Linked DNA regions of Mus musculus: all the other regions are linked to region 1. Evidence: chromatin contacts called from public HiCAR-type and HiChIP or PLAC-seq data. All regions are on one chromosome and are shown on one strand. The core of a region is the stretch at or near the end of the contact, and the rest is flanking DNA. Distances in the headings are between cores, read along the strand shown. Region 1 holds the start of Ndufa5 (NADH:ubiquinone oxidoreductase subunit A5). Region 2 holds the start of Ing3 (inhibitor of growth family, member 3). Region 3 holds the start of Fam3c (family with sequence similarity 3, member C).

Region 1 (3,724 bases), core at 692-3,191:
TACTAGTCAGAGTTCTAGCAGTGAACGCAAAATAAAGTCTTTGTGAAACCTGGAACAGACATGTCAGTGGAGCGTGGTCTGTTAAGTCATCTGGACAACCCCTAAAATAGAAAGCCACGGGAGGGTTTTAAAGAAAGATTTGCATACCCAACATGTTTTAGCACTTGCAAACCAGCTGAAAGAAAGCAGGGAAAAGCAGTTACAAGAGAAATGTAATTGTCACAGGGATAAGGATGGTGGCAGAAAAAATGGCAGCAGCCAAGGAGGTGATGAGATGTGAACAGAGGCTGCATAACCCAGGGGTCAACCCAGAGGATTTTCTTAGTGGCAAGTGAGGTGTGGGGTCATGCAAGCAATCCAGGACCATTTCAAATGAGACATCCCAGCTGGCTATGCTAACCCTTACCTAGCTGCCTGACACAAGTGAAGATGTCAACTAAGAGCATGTGTGTAATACATACATACACACACATGACTATAAAAGGTCAGTACTTGATATGGAAATATAAACGTTAACTGTTGTCTGTACCCCATGAGAGCCAACCTAAACCTAAAACCTGTCTAAGAGCTAGGTCTTCAATACTACAACATGGGGAAATGAAGGAACAACTGGAAAAGGCAAATAATTAGGGGGAAAGAAACAATAAACAATAAAACAAACAAACAAAAATCCCAAACTAAGAAACTTCGAAGCTCTGACATCCAGTAAACAAAGTACTTAATGCAGATTATCAAGAGTGTCAAAAATGCTTCACTTGGGTCAATGTGAGGGCACAGAGGGCAAAGGTGCCTGCCAACAGCCCCGTGACCTGAAAGATCCCCAGGATCTACAAGGTGCAAGGAGAGAGCCAACTTCAGAAAGTTGTTTTCTGACGGACAAACACTGGCATGCACACAAATAAATAAACGTAAGGATATTTTCAATGCCACTTTCGGTACAATTACGAGAAATGTGAACTGACTAGCAAATTTAGCATCACTGGTAACTCCTTAAAAAAAAAAAGTTTGGGCCTCGCTTAAGTGTACTCAAGGAGTAAGAGACAGTGAGCACTGACAACGCTTTCGAGTTATGTGTGTAGACGGGAAGGAAAGAAATGGTGCAATTGCTGAAAGGGGGGATAAATCACAGTGGTTTTGTTTAGGTTTGTTTGGTCTTGGTTGTTGTTTATGTTTCCCCAATGGATACCGAAGGAGGCAACCATGAGGACGACAGGGTCAGCCAGTGTGCGAAAGGCAAGGCAGAAATGTCGGTAGGGAAAGGATGGAAAATGAAAATGCGACTCTGAAGGGAGCTGAGAATACTCCACACCACTGACGCTAAGAGAATGCCGTGAAGAAACGCGTCTTAATTAAGAGGTCACGGCGAAGGCAAAAGGAGGCATTGCAAAAAGGATGCCACGGGGTCAGCGAAGCTCAGCGCTGCCCCGGAGGCCAGAGCTCACGGGGGTCTCGTTAATCTTGCAAGGGCAAGTTCGGTCGATCACAGTCTTGCTTGAGAAGGACGACACAAAAAGTCGCACTTACCTCGTGTGGAGTGTCGCACACCGCCAACCCCACCAGGCCAGTTGTCTGTGCAGAGACAAAACAGGACCGTGATGTTTACCGTAATCCCCTGGTTAGCCGACCCTCCCGACACAACTACGCACCCTGTCGCCCCCTGCCAGGACAGCGGAACACTCCCCCAACCCCTCCTCTTAGCGTCTCTGCCCACCGATGAGGGAGACGCGGCTGCCTACGGTCCCCATTCGCAGCATCACGGTGACCTCCACACGCTCACCTTTTTCAGCAAGCCCGCCATGACAGCGTCCAGCGCCTCCAGCGCACAGCCCTCTGGGAACCTTTCCCAAGCCCGCTCAATCGAGCGTCGATGCTGCCCCTGAGTCACCTAAGAACACTCTTGGCTCCAACCGCTCGGGCTGGGTAGGGGCAGCTCCCGCCCACCTAGGAGAGGTAGATTTGCGCCTGCGCAGCTCACACAAGCGGCTCCACGCAGGGCTTTGGTGTAGTAGAGACCGACTGACGTCTCTGAGTACTAAAGGTTAAGAAAAGCGCTACGCTACGGAAAAACTTGCAACGTAGTCACTGCAGGGACTTTGATTTTGCTCAGCCTTCGACTGCTATTTTACCCGGACTTCCTCAGGTTATGGAAATGAGGGTGGAAGCAGGCCTGAGCACCATGAAGAATGCTTTCCCTCCACGTGTGTGAATGCATACTCATAAGTGGAAATTATAAAGTGGAATTAACCATCTGATGCATCCGTTTTCTCTTGAGGAGACTGATGAATGAAAGGTTATGAAGTCGTAGTCTTTGTTCCAGTGGGTGTTTATGAGGTCATAGTCCCTGTTCTCTGTCCCTCCAGATCCCAAGAACATCTGTCATTGTTGAGTGTGTTCTAGAATGTGGAATCATGGCTTTATAAAAGATGCATGTGTTCTTTGTAACTTTGGATTCAAGCGTCTGCATGGCAGTATTTGCTAAAGACATCGAGAGTAGACAGACTTGACTGATCCAGGCTATGAGGTACTACAAAACGGATTGCTTCCATGCGGTACAAAAATAAGTAGATTTCTGAACCAACCTGTTGTAGAGGGCCACACTGAATGAAAGCTTGCTAGTGGTATTCTAAGCTAGAGACAGTAGAATTCGCTATAAAGGGACACATCCCGTGGCATCTGTGATATCAGAAGGGGATCTAGGAATGCATTAACAAACATTGCAAGAATAGAATGTTCTGGGTTCGCAGGTGGTAGAAGTGCACTGTATGGCCGACCCAGAGGAGTAAATGTCCCAGTTCTAGGAAAGGCGGATTTTAGGAAAGTTTGAAAATGCCAGAGAGGAGTTTGAGGCAGGAGAACTAGAGCCAAGCTCTCGACCTACTACATCTTACAGAATTTGCTCTTCAGGCCCTCTAACCTCCAACCTGAGCTGGAGCCTGTGGTTCTGCTTCTCAGTGGTTAGAGGCTTTATCGTGAGAGGTTCCATCTTAACAAAATTAGGTAGTTAATGAAATCCAGGGTTCTGATTCAACAGAGGAAAACAAAACAACAACAAAAACAAACAAACAAACAAAACTAGGAGAAACAACTGAAAGAGAGTGTCTTGGTGCCCAGGTAATGGTGAGGACATTTGCCCGAAGGGACATAACTTATCATTCCTGGCTTGTACCAGAAGTGATAACAATGCCAAACCAGACAGTTTACACCCCTCTCCAAAACCTAACTAGGCCTGTTTGAGTCATTAAGTTAACCACTTGGAGATTTTCTCTCATACCATTTGTTCAGAAAGAGGTTCAACAAAATTAATGAGTAAAATTGTCCAGTGTGACCATTTTCAAAAGGAATGAGCAGGGCACAGCCTGTCTCTGAGAGGGTGGTATTTATGTGGAAATGTGAGACCGAGTAAAGAACTGTTGTTACACAGAACCAGCTAAAGGATGCTGCATCCTGAAGGAACAGTCAGTGTAAGCATCCATGCTTCACTGAAGAATGATACTCCAGACTCTAATAGTATATAAGCACAAGGTGTTTTATTCTGCAGAAGTCCAGCATGTTGGAATCGCCCATTACCAAGATAGAGAGACAAGCAAGTGTACTCACAGGCCTGATTTAAAGCACATTAGGGCATTCTGGGGTAGATGACCCTTATCTTACTCCATCTCTAGGGACATTCCTTTACTATCTTGGGGGCTGGAAGCTGTTGCTGAGGAAGTAGCTGAGGAGGTCT
Region 2 (3,724 bases), core at 570-3,069, 2.6 Mb before region 1:
AACGAAGTCAGCTTTAGTTCAGAGACTATCAATCAAATCTTGGCCATGTAGAATTCCTGCTTGAACAGCTATGCATCCAGCCACTGTAAGAAGACAACGTCAAAAATCAGTTCTCAAGGAGGAGTCTAATAGAAGACAGGATCCCAAGAGGAATAGTCCCTATGTAAGAGTAGGTGAGCAATAAACTCTTTTCATATAAGAGGCCACTAAGAAAACATGCTTGTCTTGGACTTAAGAGGCCAATAAGGAAGAAAAAGTCTCCCTTGAGAGTATATAATGAAGTATTTTCATTACAGGTTCCAATTCAATCTATCGGTGCAATAGAATAAACCTCAACTACATAACTTAATTTGACCCTAAGTTTGATGGTGTCTTGCAGCAAAGTTGCAGAGTCAAATGCTAATATTCTCTAGCAAAACTCGATTTTAACTCCAGCAGTGAAATTTCTCTATATTTATAACCCTGGAAAAGTGAATTCAGAGTTAAAAACCCCAACACAGATGAAATTAGGCACTGTAAACAAACGTGGCTGCTTTTGAACAAAGAGCACAAACAGATAAATAGTTTTAGTACAAAATTTAAATTAAACAGGTGTAGACTAAATATATTTAACATTCAAGTAATAAGAAAATGGCTTTAAAAGAAGACAAAAGAGAATACAAGTATGTCATTGTAAATAAAATTGTAACATAAAAATATTGAGTAGTGAATAAAATGTGTCATACTGATTTATTTTCTTTTGTATGAGAAAGGGTCTTCCATAATCTGGGTTGGCTTCTAATTGCCTATGTTGCCAAAGCTCACACTCCTAATCCTCCTGTCTCAATTCTCCCACTTAGGGGATTACAGGTGTGTGGTGTTATAATCCACCAGATAGTCTAAGAAGGGATCATTTTCCCCAAAACACAGAAGCATTTAGTGTACGAATTTTTATGAAAGGCATTTTTAAGATAGAAACGGGGCGGTGATACACTTGTTATACCACCAGTGAACATTTGCTAGGGTTATTAAAAAAGCCTGCCCAGAACTATAAACATTAACCCAGCTACTTACCCAACATAAATTTAAATCATTGTTAGTATATGCCAGCAATGCATTAAATCACTATAATTTATGGTTGGTTGTTATTTATTCATCTATTTATTTACTTTATTGCGGATGCATTTGAACAGTTGTTTTACAATGAACACAAGATACACCGCAAAACATAACTGGCTACTGAATACTATTTTGGGTGTCTTTTAATTTGGGAAATGCACATTCGCTCCAGTCTCACTATAAATTATCTTAACGTTGCAGGGACACCAATCACTTGTCCCATTTATTTATCAGGAGTGAATAATGAAGATAAATTCCAGCAGCGAGTTCTGTTCTAAACAACCTGAATTTTCCGAACTTAGCCGATTATTCTAGCGTTTGGAATCTTTGCTATTTGCCTAGCACAGCCAGAAATCCATGACTCACAAACGGCGGGCTTAGAATCACCGCCCAGAACAGGTGAAAAGTTGTTCCTAGTTGTGTCAGGCAGGCGCATACAACTCCCGTCATCCCCCATGTAAGAAATCAACAAATAAACAGAGGCACCGCATTTCGGATTCTGGCGTGCCCGTTTCGCGCAGGCGTGTGGTTTCTGTAGTTGCCACTCCAAGAGACACCCTCACTAATGGCCACGCTCGGGGAAAAAGAAGACTACATTTCCCAGAATACCGCGGAGATCCGCACCGGCCGGTTGACGTCATCGCTGCAGACAGCCAATAGCAACGGCGGGCGGCAGTGAGGCAAGCGCCGTCAGGCGCCAAAGTGGAGCCTTTTTTTTTTTCCTTTGCTTTTTTTTTTTTTTTTTTCCTTTGCCGGAGTCGAGCGGGTGCTGCTAGCGGAGGCGCCATATTGGAAGGGACAAAACTCCGGCGACAGCGAGTGACACAAATAAACCCCTGGACCCGTTCGTCCCCGCAACAGTCAGGGCCGCGATGTTGTACCTAGAGGACTATTTGGAAAGTGAGTGCGCGGCGCCGGCGACGCGGCGGGCGGGATCGGCGGCGGGCGGGAGCGCGAGTGGCCGGGCGGGCGGGATGGCGGGAGGGAGGGGGAGCGGGGGATGTTTCTTTCTCACGGTAACTGGCAGCCTCGTTGTGAGCCGCCCCCCCTCCCGTACGCACGCACGCACGCACGCACACACGCGTGACGCCAGCGCGTCCCTTCGCCGTTGGCCCCGCCCTCTGACGGACTGTGCCTTTGACAGTGATTGAGCAGCTTCCGATGGACCTACGGGACCGCTTCACGGAGATGCGCGAGATGGATCTGCAGGTGCAGAGTAAGTGGCGCGTCTCCACGGCCCCGCGCAGCCCCGGCCTCCCTCGGGCATCGCCTGGCGGGTCCTCCGCGCTACTTTTTTCAGGCTGTGACAAGGAGGCGGCGGGCACACCGTACCGTTAACACGCGGGGCACAGCAAACACAGTTGTTTGTGTACTGCATGGAGATGACGACACTGCACCGCAGTGGAAACTCGCGTGATTTTCAGAAGGTTTGCACCCGAGCCTGGATGTGGAAACTTGGAGTTCTGCATTCAGACTTAAAAGTTCATTACATTCCGAATTTCTCCAGAGCAAAGACATAGAAGGGCAGGCTAGGGACCCTAGTGAACTCGGAAGGCCGAACTTTGACAAGTTGCATATTAATGGAAGACACTTAGAGCTGTGAACAGCGTGGACACTTTCTCAGCCAGAAATGAGTGAGAGAGATCAGATTTTAAGGAAATCACCCGCTTGCTCTTTAGAAAACTGTAGACGTTTGATAGGCTTCCCTACTGGTTTCTTGTTTTGTAAACACAACCACGTCATTCAGGCTGGTCTCACACTCAATATGTATAATAATCCTAGGCTTGCTCTAATCTCCTCATCTTCCTGCTTCTGTCTGCCTAGTGCTTGGCTTTTCAGGCATTGCTAGCATTGATTTTTTTTTCTGTCAGTGCTTGGCAGCTTTATATGTGACTTATTTCCAAAATGAACCTTGTTCTTTTGAAAAAGCCAGACTGGAAGAGGCTCAAAGGTAACTTGAGTTTGCTAAGGGCTTGTTCTCTTCATTCATGAGCCTCTGCCGCCCCTGCCCCTCATTTCTGTACCTTTTGTCCCTGACTGTACTTTTCTCATCTCAGTCTCTGGGTCATCTCTTGGGGTGCATTGCCCAATAGCCTCTCATAAATCTGTGACTGGAATAGGTGTGCTTTTTCTCTTTGACTTTAAGGTAGTTGCAGTAGTAAACACCTGCCGAAGCACATTCCAGAGGGATTGAGTAGAGTTTGGTGGCAGACAGATTTGGGTTCACTCTTGGACAGGACGACTAGGACAACTCCAGCCTTGCTGCCTGGGGGGCTTGTTTGCTTTTTTTTTTTTTTTTTAAAAACTGACAGTCTTCTGAGGATTTAAACTAATACAGATAATTAGGATGTATAATGCCCATTACAAATAGGTTTAGAATAAAGGATAATTTAAAACATTGTCAATCATTCAATTTTTTTAAAATTCTGGGATAGTTTGGATTTAATCTATTCATATGACAGTGCTTTCAAGTTTACTTACTTTGTAATCCTGGAGTTTTCGGAAACAAAGTGAGTAGGCATTAAAAGTATCAGCATGTCTAAGGTCAGCAAGTAGCTGAAAGTAAATTGTGTTTTAAAAATGAAGATTAACTAGAGCATCTCAGCATCTTTTGTAAAAAGCCATC
Region 3 (3,724 bases), core at 589-3,088, 2.2 Mb before region 1:
CAGGGGCACAGAATAAAAAGAAGGCACTGAGGGAGAAGTTGTATCAGCTAAGACAATTTTACAAGCTCCTATTTTGATCCTATGCAATGCCCTTCAAAACTCACTCCAAGCCCACTAATTGCAGGTAATGCAGGGTGCCATTAGTTTACACAGCTGATCCCACAGAACTGCCTTAACAAGCCTGGAGGAGCCGTGATGAAAATCACCAGAAACTCACTGCTGAGGATGCTCACGCAGCAATCAAACTATCACACAAGACGCTCAACAGTCTTACCGAGGGAGGGACCAAAAGGGAGAAATGTGCCATTGAGAGTCTGTGCCTGCCTCTCTGGTCTACATAATTCCATCATTCTGTAGCTTCGCGTCTCCACAACCATAGGGTCGCAGAATGTCACCGACTAGAGGAATTCTATCTCGCCCTTTTTATGTTACAATTTCTTCCTACAAAGAAGAAATATTTTTTTTCTATTTTTTTTTTTCCTGCTGTGTTCACAGCTGTAGTTTGCATGATGCTCTTATACCTGAGTAATGAGCAACGACAGATGAACGACTTGAATTTGATGCGTCGAGCCGTAACGTGCTGGAAGTCATCAGCTGGTTGTTTTAATGAGTACATGTCTTAAGATTCTATGAAACAAACCTAATCACTAGCATAAAACTAAAAACCTAGCAAACTGCCGGAGAGAAATCATCAGATGAGCAACCTCCAGAAAGAAACAGGATGTAAGACAGCAGGGATGTAAGACAGCAGGGCAAGGGAGAGTAACTTACTTTTCTTAGTGAGTGGCATCTGGGAAGTTATTAACTTTACTTCTTCAGTAATGGAGGTTTCTCTGTGCTCCCTAAGGCACTGTATGAGAAACAATGTTTCCAAAGACTTGGAAATTTTAAGTCTATCACTGGTCCTTCCAGGAAAGCTCAGGCCATGGGATCCGCCATTACCATCCAACTTTAAAACTTTCTCAGGAAATAGGTGTCCTAATCTGTAAAATCTGAGCAGTAATAATAGGACCCGTGTGAGGAGTTGTGAAAACTAAATATGCGCTAGGAAATACTGGGTAACTCTATCTAAGACGGTAAAGATGCAAATTAGGGACTTTGTATACATGTATTTCTTCCTATGAAGAAACGAAGCAAAAGTTCTATCAGATAGTAGTTCTATATTATAGGAATTAACTATGTAAATTGAAGCTGATGACTCCCCGCAAGTTACAGCTAGATGTGTCGATCTCAAATCGTCCATCTGGGACTCATTACTAAGTATAAGAGCGCTGACCATCATGCATACTACATCTGTGAACGCAGCAGAAAATAAAACTAAAAATAAAATGAACAGCACTCATCAAAGACATAGAACACCTATGTGTTCACTTGCAAAAGGAGAAAGCAGCTCCAGTTGGGCAGAAATGCAAACTTTACGAGTGGGTCTAGGCGGTCCAGCACAGAGTTCGAATCCAGCACGCCCGTCCATCCCATCCAGTTCTCTGGGAACGCTCAACCTGCAGGATACCGACCACGAGGGGCAAACACCCGCTTCCAGGTGCAGCCGGAGCCCGGTGGCACTCGCGACCCAACGCCCGGGGCAGACGCCGCTGAGCGGGCCGCGATGCTCCGGACGGCCGGGCCCCGCTGCAGCCAAGACCCGCATCGCGCTGCGAGGCAGGAGGCAACCGGCAGCCGGCGAGGTGCTCCGTCCGCTCCTGCCTCCACGCGCCCAGCCGCGCCCAGCCCAGCCGCCAGCCCGAGCCTCACCCGTCTGCGGTCGCGCCGCCGTCAGTCCTGTCGGAGGCCGACGGGAGGTGCCACCGCCGCCGCCTCCTCCCGAGCGCGCCGATCGCGCCTCGGCTTTCCCCGGCTCCTCCGGCTTCGCCGCGCGCCCGCCCGCGCCGAGGAGGAAGCCAGCTCGCCCCAGGCCTCCTCCCACGCTTCCCGACGCGGCCAATGAGCCCGGCAACCGCGGAGCCGCGCACGCCCCCTGGCGGTGGAGGACCGAGCCGACGCTGAGGTCCCTGGAGGAAGGACCACAGCCGCCAAGATCCCGGGTCGCGTCTGCGACTCAATGTGAACTTGCCACGTGGGAGCTGCCGCGTCCGCAGCCAGGACCTGAGAGGCACCCGGGGAGGAAGGAAAATGTGTCAGCGCCTCCGCCCTTCAGTCACACACACACACACACACACACACACACACACACACACACACACAATCCTGACCCTAACGTACTTCAGGAGGCAATTTGAAATGACCAGTCCTAGTCTAGAGCTGATTCAGACTAGGACCATGGGGAATCTTCACTTGACTCCTGCAAGCTAGGAAACTGATCATAAAAATCCTCTAGACAGGGGATTCAGAACGAATTCTGCAACCCCGAATAATCTATCCAAGGGGAAGAATATTGTTTGCATGCTGCATGTCAATTTCTTCTTTCAAATTATTAGCAGTATGAGGAATGTTTTTCTCATCTGTTAGGAAGTTTACCTTTTATCAAGATTTTATGAGTAACTGGGAAATTAACACAAATTTTACTATGCACAATCTAAGAATACAATATTTTTAGTTTCAAATCCATATCTGTATAATTTGCAACTGCTAACTTCTTTTTTTGGAAATCAGGATAATTTATGGTAGCAAAAATTAAACTTAATGAAGTAATAGGGTTTAATCATAACAATTATGTCATCAAATTTCAACATTCCCTCCAAAACATAAAACACACAACCTAAAAAGAACTATGGGGGCTGGAGAGATGGCTCAGCAGTTAAGAGCACTGACTGTTCTTCCGAAGGTCCTGAGTTCAAATCCCAGCAACCATACGTTGGCTCACAACCATCTGTAACGAGATCTGGAGCACTCTTCTGGAGTGTCTGAAGATAGCTAATGTGTACTTACATGTAATAAATAAATAAATCTTTTAAAGAAAGTTAATGTATAGCAAAATTATTAAATAAATAAATAAAATAAAAACTATGAATTCTGTTGCTTAGGCCCCAGGAAAGGGAAAGAGACAGTAAACATCTGAGCTAAATTTCAAACACTTGTCTAGTCCTTTGCCTTGTTACTTAGTTGCTATGAAGAAACATTATGACCAAGGCAACTCTTGTCAAAACAAAAAACAAACAAACAAACAAAAAAAGTTAATTCAGGGCTTTCTTACAGTTTCTGAGGATTAGTCCATGGTCATCAAGGTGGGAAGCCAACAGGCATGGCACCTAAGCAGTAGCTGAAAGCTTCAGATCATGATCCACAGACAACAGACAGAATAGACATTGTTGGGCTTTTGAAACCTCAAAGCCCGCCCCTAGTGACACGCCTCCTCCAAGGCCACACCTCCTAATCCTTCTTAAACAGTTTCACTAACTGGTAGCTAAGCATTCAAATATATAAACCCATAGGGGAGAGGGGTATTTGGATTTTACAGTATTAAAAAGCCATAACAGTTAATATACATGCGCCTCCCCTCTAGTTCCTGTATCCCACTAAAAGAATTGATGAAATCTCTCGAGTGGGAAAATAAATTCCCGTTTGGGAATGAGCGTTTCCTCGGTAACTTAACAGACTAGGAAGGAAACTATATTTGCTACCTTCTGATAAAACCTGAATTATTTTATTCTGATAAAATAAGCAATGCTTATTCCGAAAGTCAGTTTGATTTCCAATTTCCAACACACAATAAGAGAAAGCTCAGAATCCATTTTTTGGTCAACAATAAAATTAATAAATGAGTTAC

The links. HiCAR-type assays count read pairs that join an accessible place to other places. HiChIP or PLAC-seq counts read pairs in DNA pulled down with a chosen protein or histone mark.
Region 2: an H3K27ac HiChIP or PLAC-seq map of thymic regulatory T cells shows a contact between it and region 1, with 15 times the contacts expected there. The contact joins the promoter of Ing3 here to the promoter of Ndufa5 in region 1. A contact is called at or near these places in 2 of 39 promoter capture datasets (liver and pre-B cells), 7 of 484 Hi-C or Micro-C datasets (CD4 T cells, CD8 T cells, double positive thymocytes and 3 more), 2 of 115 datasets of contacts at active chromatin or transcription factors (astrocytes and thymic regulatory T cells) and 2 of 9 other capture datasets (adipose tissue and liver).
Region 3: a contact with region 1 is called in a HiCAR-type map of astrocytes, with 6 times the contacts expected there. The contact joins the promoter of Fam3c here to the promoter of Ndufa5 in region 1. A contact is called at or near these places in 1 of 484 Hi-C or Micro-C datasets (CD4 T cells), 1 of 115 datasets of contacts at active chromatin or transcription factors (astrocytes) and 1 of 9 other capture datasets (adipose tissue).

What each region holds. Positions count from the first base shown.
Region 1 is chr6:24,525,749-24,529,472 of GRCm38.p6, forward strand. Ndufa5 (NADH:ubiquinone oxidoreductase subunit A5) reads right to left here and starts at 1,942. Exons shown (of 5, transcript NM_026614.3): 1 at 1,778-1,942; 2 at 1,525-1,569. The coding sequence starts at 1,798. Asb15 (ankyrin repeat and SOCS box-containing 15) reads left to right here and starts at 2,396. Exons shown (of 10, transcript NM_080847.3): 1 at 2,396-2,521.
Region 2 is chr6:21,947,796-21,951,519 of GRCm38.p6, forward strand. It overlaps Ing3 (inhibitor of growth family, member 3), which reads left to right and starts at 1,820. Exons shown (of 12, transcript NM_023626.4): 1 at 1,820-1,998; 2 at 2,243-2,314. The coding sequence starts at 1,971.
Region 3 is chr6:22,354,243-22,357,966 of GRCm38.p6, forward strand. It overlaps Fam3c (family with sequence similarity 3, member C), which reads right to left and starts at 1,839. Exons shown (of 10, transcript NM_138587.4): 1 at 1,753-1,839.